2 separate regions of the Hordeum vulgare genome follow, and region 1 is linked to region 2. A link is a contact called in public Hi-C data. All regions are on one chromosome and are shown on one strand. Each heading gives the region's core, a stretch centred on a gene start, on an enhancer-like site or on the middle of the called end of the contact. The rest is flanking DNA. Distances are from core to core; before and after follow the strand shown. Region 1 holds the start of LOC123447734 (type IV inositol polyphosphate 5-phosphatase 11). Region 2 holds the start of LOC123447730 (protein DETOXIFICATION 29-like).

Region 1 (2,851 bases), core at 333-2,832, 150 kb before region 2:
GGCCGTCCCTCTGCCCGCTTGCTGCCCCTGTTTCGGCGCTCGAGCACAGCTTCTGGATCAAATCAACGCGACAACTACAACGACTTGGATGATGCGTCTGCTCGATGCAGAACGGCGGCGGCGCGCGGATAAGGCGTGGCGGAGCGAAGTACTTGCAGGTGGAGGCGGACCTCCATGGCTCACACGGGGAACTCCGAGGTTATGGCGCGACAACGGCGACTCCTTATGGCCAGATAGAGGCGCCTAACCCTTGCTCCCCTCATCTTATCCCCTCCTCCGGCAGGAACTCATCATCTGGTGAGATCCCCTCCCCATGCCTCCAACCGTGTGCCAAGCACCGGCAAGAAATTTTGTTTTGTGAGAATTTGTTTGTTGATGAATGAATGTATTGAATGTAAGATTGCATTGTTGTAGAGAGAGAGAATGGAACACCACCTTCAGTTTGTCATCTCATCCCACATTCTCTACCCCATGGTGAAATAAGATAACAGTCCCTTGATCAATTCACGTAGCCTCTTTGTTTTGCTTTGCTTGTCCCGCTCAATTTCTCATCATGGTGGAATTAACAATGGATGGGTTGATTTCTCAACAAAATAGGATAGGACTGACTACATTAGTTAGTTAGCTTATTATTTTAATAAACCAAAATGATTATAAAAGATTAAAAGCGTGTGGTATTTTTTTCTCCCGTTGCAACGCACGGACCCTTTTGCTAGTAAACTTATCATGTCCCTAAGTCGTTGAAAATCATTTCTTGTCCAAACTTTTTATACGAATATAATACTTGATGATGTTTGATTCCAAAAAAGTTTTATATTTTTGTGATTTTTTTTTGAATTACCAGTTTTTTTGGCGCATATAGGGTGCACGGGTACCGAGAGCATCGAATTCCCATCCCCATATATATATATACTATTCACAATACTAAAGTTTCAGTCTTCATCTTGCAGTAGTCCATCTGATTTAACTTCATTGAGGGCGCTACTGATTTTACTGCGAAACCTGTTCTGACATGCATTTCTGTTGCTTTGAAAATCGAAATTAACCGGACAAGATACCCCCCCCCCCCCCCCAAAAAAAACAGTGCAATGCATTTCTGCTCATTTTTAATATACGCGAGATAAAACGAGAGCGATATCGCTTTCACAAGGCGGTTGTTTTTCCTGCCTACATACCTACCTCCTGATCAGTGATGCACAAGGCTCCCATGGTGAAACTTCAGCAGCACAGCAAGTCCAGCATGTTCCCCAATTGAACTCCTCCATCAGAGAACTCATGGTCAACCAAGTTAGCTGCTAAGCAAAACTGTGGCCCTGATTGTCTCCAAGCATCATTATTTGGCAGCAATTCCGCTGGTCCTCTTTATGTGCCTGGTCTATTTCACATGTGCGCTCTTTGTGGAGTGCAGCAGCAGCCCTTGCAACGATGCGACGGCAAGCGCGATCTTGTTGTCGCATCAAAGATATCCAGCACCTAACTACCCAATCCATGTTAACCAAGTGGTTGGTCCTCGGCATTCCACTTGTCTTTTTCTCTCCACTGCCATGTTGAAACTTGCACAATAATTGCTGACCAGGAAAACGTGATGACCAGAAGCATCTCAAAATCTAATCAATTTGGTTTCCGCGAAGAAACGTCGAACTTTCGGAACAGATCTTGTATAAAAAGTCCCCTTTTGTAATCTTCTTCTTGTAAGATAATTGGAAGAGAAGGGCTCAGCCAACATAGACATGGGCAACTGCAGCAGCTTCAGATGGTCAGTATTATATTATCCGTTTGAGATAACAAAAGTTATATACATGTCCAGTCTTATTAAAAGTTTCTTTCCATGTGATTGATGCATGTATATACTAATGGGATCGCAGGAGATTCAGTGAGCTGAACAGCAATGGCATGGTTTCCATTGAAGAGGATGGAACTCATGAAGGCATCAAGACGATCCGGATTCAGAAAGCCTGTGAGTTCACCACCGGCTCTGTGCTCTGTGTCTGCATTATCACATGGAACATGAACGGCAAGGTGCGTCGTATTCTTGGCTGTGTTCTTCTTGATGGCTCAATCATATTCCTTTGGTTTAATATCTGTTTTTTTTAAGATGTCTGTGGAGGACATAAGGAAGCTGGTGAGCTCCAACAGGAAGTTCGACTTGCTGGTCGTTGGGCTGCAAGAAGTCCCGAAATGCGGCGTCGAACAAGTTCTGCAAGAAGCCATGGCTGATACACACATGTGAGGAATCTTCAAGGCGAACCTTTTCTTTTATGAACATTCTGAATGTTTTCACCATATTCTGGAACACATCAATGGTTGCCGAAATTTCAGCTTGTTATGCCAGAAGGCCATGCAGTCGATTCAGATGTTCCTTTTCGGGGCAAAGAGTTCAGAAGCGTACATCAAAGGTGATCTTGTTATTATATAGTTGAGTATTCTTGATGTTGAAAGAGCACTTCTAATCTGATTGAATAAGTTATGTTTAAATTCTGAATTTGGACAGAAATGAAGGTAGATGAACACGCAGTTGGAGGCTGCGGTGGCGTAATTGGGAGGAAGAAAGGAGCTGTGGCCATGTATGTAAACTTCAGCGGGATCCAGATGGTATTTGTGTCCTGCCATCTTGCAGGTTGATTTACAACTTCCGGTCAACCCATTTCTTATTAGTATCACTAATATTGTGGGGTGTTATAACCTCAGTGCAAATACTGAAAGCAACAATAATTCAGTAATTTAACTGTTGTCTTCAAAATGTTGTTACAAATAACTAACAAGGTGTCTTACTAAAGTGTAGCCCATGAACGCAAGGTGGAGAAGAGGAACTCTGAATGCCGGCATATTTCGCACTCGCTGTTCTCCAAGA
Region 2 (2,741 bases), core at 9-2,508:
AGAAAAAGCTGTGCGGACACACATGCATGGCTCACCATGTGCCATTGGTAAGCTTTTCCGCATGTGATCCCTTTCCCTTGGCTTTTCCCGATTCCGGGCTAGAAAACACGCGCACGCGCACGCGAGTACACATGTTTGCACAACCGAATCCTTAGCTTGATCGATCGATGGTTGGCCAGCCAGCCAGCCAGCCCGATGCGGCCTCCCTAGGCAAACTGAAAATTAAACAATCACTAACTACTAACCCCAGCTTCTTCATGCGTAAGCTGGTACGTACGTAATATCCGTCACAATTGCAGGCTTTTCTTCTTATTACTACAAGTTTTATTATGGTTAAGCAAGCACGCACAGGGAGACATGCATGTTTTGTTAATAATTCCTTAGGTCATACGCATGACCAGACCAATCAAACCCTTGTTTCTACTGGTGTCCTGCTGAGTGCTGACCCAAGTCTCCAACTCCAAGGGAAGGAACAAACACGGGTGTTACTTTGCGACGCACGGGAGCTGACCTAAGATGGGGACGTGCAAACCACCCTACATTACCACGGCACATTGCTCGCTAGCTTAATTAATCAGCTGTATATACCTGCTAGCTGCGCTTCATGCATCCTGATTACGAGTACTGACCTCTTAATGTATACCTACGTGCTTCGCAAATTCTGCAGTCTAATTGACTACTTATAAAGCTGATCTGAATTGATCGAGACATGATCGATAATCCAGTTAATCAAGAGTTACGGCATGTGCTTAGACGTGCTGCGTCCGTACGTGCGACTGAATTTTGCCGGGTTAACCGGTGCAAATCAAGAGATGGAATGGAAGCATCTAGTATGAGCTATGAAAGCAGCAATGTTAATGGTTTCGCGTTAGCATATGTGCAAGTGGGTTGGCGCGGGGCGGGGTCGGCGGGCGTGCGTACCAGGACGCCGTAGGCGAAGCCCTCGATGACGTTCTGGACGACGGTGACGGCGGCGAGCTCGACCTCGCCGATGTGGCCCGCGAAGCCGACGGTGACGAAGCCGATGGAGAACTGGAAGACGGCGGTGAGGATGGCCGGGAACGCGATGTGCCACAGCAGCCTCGACTCCTGCCAGCTCTTGCCCACCATCTTCCCCATCAACAAACAATCTGATCGGTCCGGCCACCGGTAGATCAGGCCAGGCCAGCTAGCTAGTGTGTTTTGTGGCGTGCGCTCTTGAGTTGAGCAGAGGAGGAAGACGGATGGATGTGAGAGAGGAGTCGCAGAGTTATTTATAGGCTTCTTCCAGAGCCCGGGCATATTCCGTGCCCATGCCTTCAAAGCCTGCTTTATTATCTCCGCCGATGCTACCGCGTCTGCGTCTGCACACATGAGAGTACACAATACACACACAGATGTGGCTAGCTACGCTCCTACTTTACTTAGTAGCTATTGATCGGCTGTTAATGCGTCGATTGTTTGACGGAGCACAGGTTCCGGTCCGGGTTGTGGGTGGAGCGATGTGGATTGGGATGGGACGTGGGTACACGGCAACCGGTGTTGTTGACTTGCTCTGATTTTCAGGGGATTCCCATCAATCATGGGATCATGACCGGCGTGTTCAACAGCTAGCGGAAAAGATTTGTGTCGATAGCAGCATCGAGCGTGTTCTAGCTGCTGCTAGCCTGCAGTGTTTGGTGGGGAGTGCGTAGGTAGATTGGTGGAAACTTGAAACCGGTGCTGCCCGGAATAGCATGCGCTAGCCTATATATTTGGTGCGTTTCTTAAAGTTGACACCGCGCTAATTAACCAATGTTTGTTGTAGAAAAAAAAGGAGAGTTTCTTATTTTCTTTTGGACTTTGCTGATCATAGCTTATGCTTAGGCCCTGTTTGGAACCATAATAGATTATAATAATCTAGATTATGAAGATAGATTATATAATCTGCTGGTTTATAAATATAATCTAGGTGGGCATGTTTGGAGGCCAGATTATATAAACTGTAATCCAGGCTTTACAGCGCATAATGACCTGTGTGCCTTCTATTTTGTTTTTAAAAAGAGGAGGGTGGCGGTGACAGGAATGTAATTATCTCCAACTTTACAAGGGTAATAGGTCATTAGCAATTCATAATCTGATTTTAGCTGGGGTAGAGTAGATTATTAGTTTTTAATAATCTGTCCATCTAGTTTTTATAACCTACACCATAATCTGTCCTGTTTGGAAACATAATAGATTATAAAAACTGGATTATACAATCTAAGTGGTTCCAAACAGGGCCTTAGCAGGAGGATTTAAACTCGGAAGTTTGGGGCACGCGCTATCGTGATCATGGGAAAGTTGCATTAATTTCGAATGACTTCGATTACTTCATGGAGCTCGATGAAATTCGGAGAATGTAAGTTGTTGTGCTTATAAGTTGGACCTAACTAACATTTTGTTTTGGATGTCTTTATTGAGTCCATTATCATTTTAAAAGTATTCAAAAATATAAGATATTTCATAAAGTTAAAGTTTCTCATTTTAATAGATCTTTGATGCACTTTAATTGCATTCATTGTTAAATAAATCATATTTAAAGGGTTGTCCATCCAAAATTCTTTTACATTTACACAGAAACTTTTCAGAAGCTCTGAAGAGAATTTATTTCAGCATTCCTTTTCGAATACATATTCCGAGGTTTTAAATTATCCTCATTTGACATGCACCCATGTCTGGTTTTGAACTCTTATGTCATTTCATTTTGGGGGCAAATCCCTACGTTTATGGATTGCAAAATT

The links. A called contact is a pair of places that touch in the nucleus more often than the background predicts.
Region 1: a contact with region 2 is called in a Hi-C map of leaf, with 6 times the contacts expected there. The contact joins the promoter of LOC123447734 here to the promoter of LOC123447730 in region 2. A contact is called at or near these places in 3 of 6 Hi-C or Micro-C datasets (all in leaf) and 1 of 1 datasets of contacts at active chromatin or transcription factors (embryo).

Annotation. Positions count from the first base shown.
Region 1 is chr4H:32,535,067-32,537,917 of MorexV3_pseudomolecules_assembly, reverse strand. LOC123447734 (type IV inositol polyphosphate 5-phosphatase 11) reads left to right here and starts at 1,582. Exons shown (of 8, transcript XM_045124380.1): 1 at 1,582-1,756; 2 at 1,866-2,019; 3 at 2,096-2,226; 4 at 2,320-2,396; 5 at 2,492-2,617; 6 at 2,783-2,851. The coding sequence starts at 1,731.
Region 2 is chr4H:32,388,463-32,391,203 of MorexV3_pseudomolecules_assembly, reverse strand. LOC123447730 (protein DETOXIFICATION 29-like) reads right to left here and starts at 1,258. Exons shown (of 8, transcript XM_045124373.1): 1 at 922-1,258. The coding sequence starts at 1,119.